Linked DNA regions of Sus scrofa: all the other regions are linked to region 2. Evidence: chromatin contacts called from public Hi-C data. All regions are on one chromosome and are shown on one strand. The core of a region is the stretch at or near the end of the contact, and the rest is flanking DNA. Distances in the headings are between cores, read along the strand shown.

Region 1 (3,561 bases), core at 178-2,677, 260 kb after region 2:
ATCTTTCTTTTCCTACACTCCTTCTCTTTCAGTTAATTTTCCCTCTGCAATGCTTTATTTCCTTAATGAAGGAATAATGTTATGCATATTTCATCCCTCATATAGTAGTTGCTCAATAAATGCTTGAAAGAGTAATGAATGCTTTTGTGCTTGCTTTTCACTCTTTTATCATTCTCTGTCCTCATACTTCTCCTTTTCTTTTCAGAGGAAATAATACATATCAAGTCTTAACTAGAGACTGGCAGGTGTGTTATTACAATTAACAGTAACACCTTTAGATTCTGGATGTTAATTTTACTCTACATGCCTAGAAATGTGATACCACTTCCTATAAGACTGGATCGTTACCTGATTTCTAGATTCCTGCCACGGCCCCCTCTGCACCAGGCTGGCCGAATCACATCTGAGTGCTTCATGGCTTCTTTATGTTATACATCTAACTATTTGGCTACTCATCAGGGGTTGGCAAGATTAGCCTCTTCTCTCTCCCATCACTGTCCCATCCAATCTAGATTTATATCTCTTCTCCAGTAACAAAAGATATTGGAATCCCTGCTTGTTTTGTGGCAGAGCAAACTCCCATTTTTATAATTTTCTTGGTAACAAAGAAATGATGAATGATACGTAGAGGAAACTGGCTGACCAACCAAGGGCTTATATCTTATGTCAGCCTTGAAGTAATAAAAATGTCTTCTCCAGTTCCGATTGTTAAGATGCTGACGACCCAGAATGGAATTATTTCTGTTTTGACACCTGCTTTATTAATATTCAACCAATATCATTACTGTATTTCTTAGCATCTCATTTCTTCCAGAGATAGTGTTATTAAATATCACACATCCTCAGATGTTTTTAGATTCCCACAGGTATTACTCCTTAAATAGGGTTCTTCCCCTCCTGGTATTGTCACTGTCATCCAGAAATATTCAACAAATCTGATCTTATTTCTTCCATTTGCTTTCTTTGATAACACGAACATTATTTTTTTTCAGTCTACCCAGTTACATTCTGAAGGCTGTAATGAACTCTACAGGTTTGCAAAGTTTTCATATTTTAATTTCTGATCCTCTCTTCCTCTCTCCTGGTCCTCACCATGAAAGCCTGGGAGCGATATGCAACGAGCAGCCCTTAAAAAAAGTGGACTATGCTTGTAGTGATGAACAGCTCCTGACAATGGCTCTTGGCCATTCAAAAGATTCCAGGGGGGGAGCTGGTGGCTACTCTGTTGCGAAAGTCCAGGGGACCCAAAGGCTACCGTGGGGGTTTCATGCTGGCATGTGGGTAGGAGAAAAGGTTACCAACAGCTGCTCACTAGACTCAGAAGCAGGTATTTTCATTTTCAAAACCGCAGACACAGCACCAGATCCCTGTTGGCAGCATATCGCGTTACAGTGGGAGAAACTGGAGCTCTGTGCAGGTTTTGGCATCGTGGAGAGGAAAGTGTGCTCTACTACAGGAACACTTGGGAGGGCGGCCCTGCCCTCCCAGGCCCTGAGCACAGGTGTGCACTGCTGGCAAGACCCGCATCTGGGAGGGAAATGCCACACAGAGGCTGGGCGCTGCCTTCGGCCCCAGGCTGGAGGCAGAAATGGTGCCAAACGCTGGGAGAAGAGTCCTCTTCTGCCCAGAAAAGATGTCTTAAAGGATGACACCTTCTATTTGTGTGTATGAAGGAGAAAGGACAAAATCTAAGTGATAGACACTGCTGAATTAAAAGAGGACCAAGAACAGGGGCATTTTATTCACTTGAAAGTATTAGTGTTACTGTCCTCGGTTTATACTGTCCTGTGTGCAGCTGCCCCCGGGAGAGGAGATGGCCTGGCCTCCCGCACGTCGAGAAGAATCACGGCTGTGCGCTTTGGTGAAGAAGAGAGGGCATGGCGCGCAGTCAGGACAGTTGTAAGTGCACGTGCACGTAGGAGGCGGAGATGCTGCGCAGAAGGACTCAGTGTAGACGACGGAGTGCAGGTGGAGGAAAGCAGCATGGCCCCTTTATTTGGCTTTCTTTTGGGCGGTGCTGTGAGAAGGCTCCTCTCTCTTTGCAGATTGGAATCTCTAAACATTCCAGGACCTCGGTTCCTGGTATTTCTGCCCCCCGGGTCCTTGCTTAAAGGATTTTGCTGCTTATCTTTCTCGCTCAGGATGGTACACAGCCCCTCTTCTGCTCTCATGGGCACCAGGGCTGAGCTTCTGTGACTCCTGCCCTCCGGCCACTGCAGAAGTTATAAGCCCTCAGGAAAGAATGAAAAGATGAAAGGATGCGCCTCTGAAGTCGTGAGCATCTGGGGCTTAGGGGAACCCAGCTTGATTTACACTGGAGCTTAGCTGGGATCCCTTCCTGCTGACATTCGGGAAGTTGCTGGAGGCTTCCAACCCCCTTCATTCACAACGCAGCTATCTCAGAAAGTTAATTAACCTAGGCTCTTTCCTTTAGAACTTGAGATACACTGAAAATTGGCCTTTTAAGATGACCCACATTCTTGGAGATGGGGAAGACACACCCTCATCCATTTTTGTTTTGGAAGGCTCATTTTCCTTTTTTTTTTTTTAGCTCACTTGATAATTAGTAATTTACCTCGCCATGTTTAGATTTGCTAATACATATTTTTAAATTGCCTGGTTTTTGTGCTAATTCCTATGTTAGGCACTTTGAAAAACATAGAGAAGTTGAAAACGCAGTTTTGACCTCAAGGAATTTGCAGTCTTAGCTGGATTATAAAACCTGAAATGAGGATTGATGCAACAATTTCGATTCTGTGAAGTTTCAAATGACTGGGATGCTTGGTAAATACTCTGAGAATTTCTGAAGTGCGTTTTTCCCTGTCACCTTGCTTGAAGTTAGGGATGGTTCTGACCCCGTGTTCACCAACCCTCACTGTATGACCTTGGATAAGAGACTAGCCCTTTCTAAGCTTTAGTTTCTTCTCTTGAAGAAAGGGGAGAAATATAAAACTCCCAGGAGTTGAGGGAATTAAATAATTTCATGTAGTAGAAGCATTCAGTTCTATGTCCAGCATGTAATGCATGCTGAATAAATGCCGTTGTAATTGTTAACCCCTTGGCAATTTTATTTGCCCCTCAGCAGGCCCAAGACTGAAAGCCCACAGACACAGGCTGCATGGCCTGTACAGCAGTTGAGTTTTAGGCTTTTCAATGCTACCTGGGGCAAAGGATCTGAGACAATATTTAAACCCGAGTAACCCTTGCCTCCCACCCCTTCCATTCTTTAATCTCTGGAATAAATGGGGAGTTAAGGGTCAGACATACAGTTGACCTAAGTTTTCACCTAATGAAGAGCCCCAGATCCTGGATGGCTCTTAGAAGGACAGAGTCATGGGGGGAGGGGCTGAGGTCAAAATCTAGAGAGGATATTCCATGAAACCAGCCCTGATCCCTACTCATGAGGAGGGATTGATGCGAGAGGAGGAACAAACAGGGATGATGCCTCTATCTTACTTCTGATCTGTTGCCATCTTGTATTTTTCCCTTAATTTAGTAGGAAGCGTTAGACCACAACTTTTGTTAATGCCGATGCCTCCAGAATAGAGCCGGTGAGGACAG
Region 2 (3,654 bases), core at 980-3,479:
GACTCTTTGCAAGGAGTCTCTACATGTTTACCTTTCGGAACGTTCCTCTGGGTCAAAGCCAACTTGGATTCTTAGTCCATTTAGTACCATGGTCTGGGTGGCTTGTAAACAACACACATGTAGTTCTCACAGTTCCAGAGGCCAAAAGTCTGAGATGAGAGTGCCAGCATGGTGGCTCTGCTGAGCCCCTTTTCGGGTTACAAATAGCCAACTTCTCCTTGGATCCTCCCATGGCGGAGAACAGAGGGCAGAGAGCTCTTTCAAGACTATTCTATGGGCACTAGCCCCATCATGAACACTCCACCCCCATGACCTCATCTAATCCTAATTATTTGCCAAATGGCTCCACTTCCTCATATCCTCATGCTGCAGGGCAGGCTTTCAATATATGAATCGGGGGCCACGCAACCAGTCAGTTCATAACTGGGTAACCCAGGACTAGAGACAGATTCATAGAAGCACAGATTCTCTTCAGGACGAAACTCAGTGCTCTTCGTTTGCTGAGATAAGTTAACTCATAAGTTAATCATAATAGAACCGAATTCAACTTTCCTTCCTGTCTTGTCCATCCCTGTCAATCTATGAATGATTGAGCAGCTCCAGGGACGGCTATTCACGAGGTTGCTACAGCTTCTTATGACCCACAAAGGGTCTCACATACATTATTTTATTTTAGCCCCAGAATAACCTATGGAGTAGAACTGATATTTTTATTATCATTTTTTTTCAGATGCTATGGCTGAACACAGAGGAGAGAAGCGACTTGTAATTTATGCTGCTGGTACATAGTGGAGTCTTGGTCTCTGAATTCAGATAGGTGGGGAGGGTGGGGGGTGTGTGAGGGATGGAAGTAGAGGTTTTTTGTTCTCAAAGCCCAGCTGCCTGTTCATTGTTTTCTGCTGAATCCAAGTCATTCGTACATGCATTCTGCCTTCCTTGTTCTAATTCTTGTCTCCAGAAGGAGCGAATTCTATTCTTTCATTCACCAGCTAGTCCTCCCTGAATGTCTTGGAGGAGGTAAGACAAGCAACAGAGAGAAAAGGGGATATGAATGGAGGCCAGGGATCCAGCAGGAAGTACTGGCCCTTGGGACCAGCCCAGGGGGCTGCTTGGGTGGGAGGTGAGGCTGCACAGGGAGGGAGGAGAGACAGGAGGGTGAGGAGCCTCCTGAAATACACCTGCCCCCCCACCCTCCACCCGCGCCCCGCCCCGACTGTCAATACTGGGTTGGTGCCTCTTTCTGACTTTGGGCCAGACATGGATCACTGTGATAAGTGTACTTTCATGTCATATGCTCATTAGAATATCACAAAAATGAGCGCACAAGTGTAGGTGACTATGAGAAGTCAATCTAGTCCTGTTTATATTTTCCCTTTTATTTTGAATGTTTTGCTTGATTTCCTTTCATTTTGAAGTTGCTTGTCGGATATCGCAGAGATTACATTTGCCTGATGATCTCAGCCAGAAAGCGATCACGGAAGCACCATTCATCAGGGACACCAAGCATTTGCTCTTAGGAGCACGCTGTTTGCAGAGGGCAAAGCCAAGAGCCGCCTAAGCGCGGAGAAATGCAGAACTGGTTTCTTTGACTAGAAGGACGAGTGGAGAGAGCGCCCTCTTGTGGAACTTGACTCATTGTCTAATCTGCCTGGCAACGGGCTATCTTTTGCAGCTCTTTAAGCCAATGGCTATTTTCTTTCCGTGAATTTGAGGATATTCTTAGAAGATTCTGAGTAAAATTCCCGGCGTCATTTAATATCCACCAAGAATTGATGATTTCAGATCAATGTGCAATGCAAAAGACAGCATTACCTATTTATTTTAGAGCACCAGATTAACTGTGAATTGTCTTTCAAGCTGGTGTGTTAGATAATTATATTTCAGTGCAAAGCCTTACAAAATAGGGTTTTGCAATTAGTTTTTAAAAACTACCTTTCCCACCTGGGTAGGAATTAAGCAAAGCCCAGGCAGTTTGGAGCTATTTTTAGTCCTGATTAATTATTAGGCCAAGATAATTCCAAGTTCAGCTGCTTATTCCGAGGAGACCTGACAGCTGGACTCTCAGGACAGCCTGGGGTCAGAGCGGACATTGTAACACAATGGTGCCCTCCCCACCTCTGGGGAGAGTGTGGGGGTGGCACTTTCGATGACACTGGTATCAGCTTTGCCAGCCTGGAGTTAGTGAGCGGAGGAGAAACTGCTGATTCAGGGGCCTGCAGACATGGCTGTTCTTGCTGCAGTGAAAATAGGTCACTAATGACATGTGGCAATAAGCCAAAAAAAGGCGGCCAGGAGCTCTGAAACGGCTGCTGGTGGCAAGATCCATTTTGCTAGGACTTCAGAAAGCAAGCAATGTGCTTGAATTGGTTTAGAACTACGGCAGGGTTGCAGAACTCACATGCCCGGATGGTGATCTCTCCTCCTTGCCTTGACTTTCTTAAACATTCAAGTTTTTATTGTTTCAGTTTATCCCATTTCCATTCTCACGCACTGAAATAACTCTGGGGCTCCTGCTTCTTAGCTGAACAGCCAAGCTGCTATGATTCTTTTTTTTTTTTTTTTTTCCTCCAAGGGTAGAGAGCAGGATGGAGAGAGAGAGGACATGATCTCTTTGATTCCTTATATGCTGACACTGAAATGATTCTGGGCAGTCTAGTCCATGCCACGCCCATCTTCGTGAAACCATCCATCTCTGTGATTTTAAGGAGAAGTGTCTGGTGGGGCCATTACATGATAAAATAGTATTTCACTTCATATTGGAATGGACTGATGTTTCCTGTGACTCCAAGTAGTTCCCTAAGCAGAAGAGGGGCATTGTGGAGAGGAAGGCAGGGCCCAGATTCCTGGCTCTGCCTCCTAAGTTTTGATTTCATAGATCAGGAAGAGGGGCCCAAGATTGTACAGTTGTAAGCCTGCAGGTGACTACATTTCAAGAAGGTCCACAGTGGCTTCATCACTGCCCTCACCTAAGAGATTTCCATGTCCTAGAGCTTCTTCCACTAGACTGTGAGCAGCAAAGGAGTAGGGACCACATCTCTTCATCTTTGAGTCTCCAGACTCCAGAGTCATGCCCAATACAACTACTAGTTAAATGGTTGTTGAATGAATGAATGAATCCTATTGGCTGATCTGCTTAAAACAGAAGTGGGTTTTCTAAAGGCTTGGGATTATCTTAAAAGGGATATTGGTTGCACTGAACGTAAATGATGGATTGTAAATCACTGGAATTAATATTAAAAACACAATGGAAGAAGGAGAAATCAGACAGTGTCCTCTTCCCAGGCCTTTCCAGGTTGAAGAAGAAGAGCTGGATTCGGGGAAGAGGCTGAGCAGAGGAAAGGTGGGCCCATGACATTTCACAAGTGTTTTACCCATAATTTGAAGTCTGGGGCAGAGTATTAAGCAGGTGATCTGGAGGCTCCCCTCTGGAGCTCCCCTCTTCCTCCCATGCATTGAACCTCACAGGGCAGAGTAGGAAATGGTCCTTAGGTCAGAGAGGGTTTTCAGTGCAGTTTGTGTCTTGGAGACTGCAAATAAGTGTGTAATGCCTGGAGATCAGCTCCTGGGACCCTCCAATCTGTGTGTTTGTTCATTTAGATGGGAACAGAGGGGAAAATAGAGTTTGAGTCGGGTTTATTGGAACCCATCCCCCCA
Region 3 (3,431 bases), core at 282-2,781, 400 kb after region 2:
TATACAAAACAAAACAACACTTAAAATATCACCCACCTCTGATAATGCTTTTGGTGCCTCTGTCATCTCAGGAATCGGAAATCCTGTGCCAATTTCTGTCATGGCTCAGTGGTTAACGAATCCGACTAGGAACCATAAGGTTGCGGCTTCAATCCCTGGCCCCCTCTGTGGGTTAAGGATCCGATGTTGCCGTGAGCTAGGATCCCAAGTTGCTGTGGCTGTGGTGTAGGCCAGCGGCTACAGCTCTGATTGGACCCCTACCCTGGGAACCTCCATTTGCCATGGGTGCGGCCCTAGAAAAGACAAAAAAAAAAAAAAAATTGGAGTTCCTGTCGTGGCGCAGCAGAAACAAATCCATGAGGTTGCAGGGTTGATCCCTGGCCTCGCTCAGTGGGTTAAGGATCTGGCATTGCCATGAGCTATGGTGTAGGTCGCAGACGAGGCTTGGATACCACATTGCTGTGGCCGTGGTGTAGGCCGGCGGCTACAGCGCAGATTAGACCCCTAGCCTGGGAACCTCCATGTGCCATGGGTGTGGCCCTAAAAAGACAAAAAAAAGCAAAAAAAAAAGTTAAAAAAAAAAAAAGAAATTCTATTCCTTTAGTTCCTTGGGTCATCTCAGGGTTCAACAAGGCTGACCAATCTCAGGCCCTGGTGTTCTCCTAACTCTCTAGAGATCTGCAAGAACTGTGCTCCCAACCTTCATCCTGGTTACACCCAAGGTCATCCTCAGGCATAAACTGACTAGCCAAAGTAATGGATCAAGTACATCAGAAGTTTTCCTCTTTGCATTTGGCTAAATCCCAATTGTCTATTTGCAAAAGGAGTGGTCTGTAGAAACAGAACTGATGGATTCTATCAGCAAATGGATTACTTGCAAGGATGCCTCACCTCTAAAATGCTTGCCCCAGGGAACACACTACAAGGCATGGTGAGTGCTAGGGTTTAGATCTGTTCACAATGGATTTAAATCTGTCCACGTTTGCTCTCTGACTCAGGAAGGACAGCAAAAGGCCTGAGGACTGGATGAAGGTGAACAAGAAACTGGCTCTCTTCTTCTCTGGAAATTGAGGTGTCCTCAGCCAGGTTAGAACACAGGATCGAGAAAAATCACCATAGCGGTTTTTTTTATTCTTAATGGAAATGACTTAGTTATATTGTAGAAAAAAGTTTTAAACATTGATCTCCCCAATAAAAGAGATAAACTGGATACATGCAAGTGGACAACAGGCAGGGGCCAGCAAATTCATTACTGGTTTCACCACTTCTTAGATAATGTGTCCATGGCCAGATCTCTTAATATCTCTAAACCTTAAGTTTTCTCACCTCTAAAATGGAAGTTTGGTGCTATACTAATTTTAGGGAAGGAAAAAAAAAAGCGTCTATATGCATCCCTAAAACAAAAAGAGTGCCTAATGTTAAGTTTCCTCATCTCCCCTTAAGAGGAACATTTGTCAGATCAGAAGATAATATTAGTAACCACAGAAGGTCCTGCAAGGTCAAGTTTTACCTCTGACGTCTCAAACTGCTTACGTAATGGTACTTAAACCAGAATCATGTGGAAGCCCAATTAAAAGCACATTGCCTTCCTATACTAGGACACTGGGATGCAGCAAGTTTGGGGAGGAATCTGCATTTTAACAACCTTGCTGATAATCTGGAAGTTCACCAAAGCCTGAAACCCAATAGGTTAGGGCGATGTCAATATAATGACAGAAAATAGTCGTTTTGATTTACTCTAATAATTTTATCTTTAAAGTAGATTAAAAGATATATTCGATCCGTTAATAAAATTGCAATTCTAAAAACTCTATGTAAGTATTGCCTAAATCTCTTAGTGCTTCAATGTAGCTAAGCCATGAGGTAGAAACCGTAAAGCTTGCTGATTTCACAGACGGTAAAATTCCAGTTCAAATGTCATGCCTCTCGGGGAAGTCTCCCTGACTATCTCAGCCCCTTTTGTGGGATTAATCAAATCTTGTGGTTTCTGGCTCTTAGCAAATTGTATTTCCATTCACTGCCTACATGGTTTCTGGAGGGGGAAACATTAGTCATGCGATCTGCTCCCCCCTTCAACATAGTACCAGCTACATAGTAAGCCTTAAGTAAATGCATGCTGAATTTCACTATAAATTTCTTAAATGAACTTACACTTATTTTATAAAATTAAGAATATGTAAAAAATTTAGACATAACTACTGGCAACACTTTGAAATAACTGTTTGAATTTGCAAGTCCATTAACCTCTTTCAGAAAAAAAATGTTTCCTAATCTCACGTTTTCTCTTAGGAAGGAAAAATGAAGCAATTTGCTCACAAACTTCCCCTTAAATTAAACATTGATTTAGCATCTCTTATTGAATATAATCCCCTCTTCTCTGCTGTGTGACTTCTTTTAAATGGGCTGGCAATGGATGAATAATAAGCAACTCCTTTTACAAATATTTAAAGACACCACTCAAACAAAACAAAAACCTCTTTCCACATCAATTTAGTGAGCCCTTAATTATTCTTCCTAAGCACACAGGATCATAAAAGGCAGACTGCGCACAGTTTCCCTCCTGCTGAAATGACATGAGAGAAGATTTTAGGGAAGTGCTGAAAGGAATCAGTAATTGCCCACTGACTTGTCATGCACGTATATTAGTAGATGAACCAGAAGCAAAGCAGCAACAGTAGCAACAGTGCTGAGTTTTGTGGTGGCTTCCATAAACTGGTCCCTGTCCTTAGGGAACCCATCATCTCTGGAAAAGACCTATACATGAACAGTTAATTACCAGGGAAGGTGAGAAATACTCTCTGGAACATATAGAGCTGTGCTATGGGAATGAATAAAAGGGAAGAGCTGCCTGGGGATCAGGTGTGACAGACTGGAAAACATCTGATCCAAGTATTGAAGGATGAATAGTTCTCCCAAAGCTATTCCTAAGGACAGGTATTACATTTACTGAGCTTGCTTCATAGGTGGTCAGGGTCAGCACCCTCAAAAAGAGTAAAAGTTTAACAATAAAATATATGAGCCAATGAAGGATTCGGGATTAGAGTTGCCTAAACAGATGCTAACAGCCTAGCCAGTATATTTAGATCACATAAAATCCAGTTATGCTCCTGAAAATGCAGGCAGCAAGATGACCAATTTAATAGGAGAGGGAAAAGGAGGCACATGTAAGCTATAAAGGATTTATTCACTTCCCCCAATAAAGACTAAGCCCGTCCACATACGTTTGTTAATTTATGAATTTTCCAATTCATAGTCCAGAGACAAACTGTGCCATTTTAAAATAGCTTTTACAGATAATCTACAGGATTTTATTTAGACCCATCACCTTGATCTTTATTTCTGCCTCATTCAGCTCAGCATCTTATTTGTTGGATTCATAAACTGGGTATTTAATTAGATTACTTAGCGACACCTAGTGGTGGAGACTGGAA

The links. A called contact is a pair of places that touch in the nucleus more often than the background predicts.
Region 1: a contact with region 2 is called in a Hi-C map of skeletal muscle, with 3 times the contacts expected there. A contact is called at or near these places in 3 of 47 Hi-C or Micro-C datasets (psoas muscle and skeletal muscle) and 1 of 2 datasets of targeted methods (skeletal muscle).
Region 3: a contact with region 2 is called in a Hi-C map of skeletal muscle, with 6 times the contacts expected there. A contact is called at or near these places in 14 of 47 Hi-C or Micro-C datasets (adipose tissue, embryonic fibroblasts, fetal heart ventricle and 7 more) and 1 of 2 datasets of targeted methods (skeletal muscle).

The regions. Positions count from the first base shown.
Region 1 is chr5:32,133,189-32,136,749 of Sscrofa11.1, forward strand. No RefSeq gene overlaps it. Among named protein-coding and RNA genes, the nearest start is that of DYRK2, 87 kb to the left of the region's middle.
Region 2 is chr5:31,870,767-31,874,420 of Sscrofa11.1, forward strand. No RefSeq gene overlaps it. Among named protein-coding and RNA genes, the nearest start is that of DYRK2, 180 kb to the right of the region's middle.
Region 3 is chr5:32,275,815-32,279,245 of Sscrofa11.1, forward strand. The region is part of intron 2 of LOC102166619 (a long non-coding RNA gene); the gene reads right to left. Among named protein-coding and RNA genes, the nearest start is that of IFNG, 210 kb to the right of the region's middle.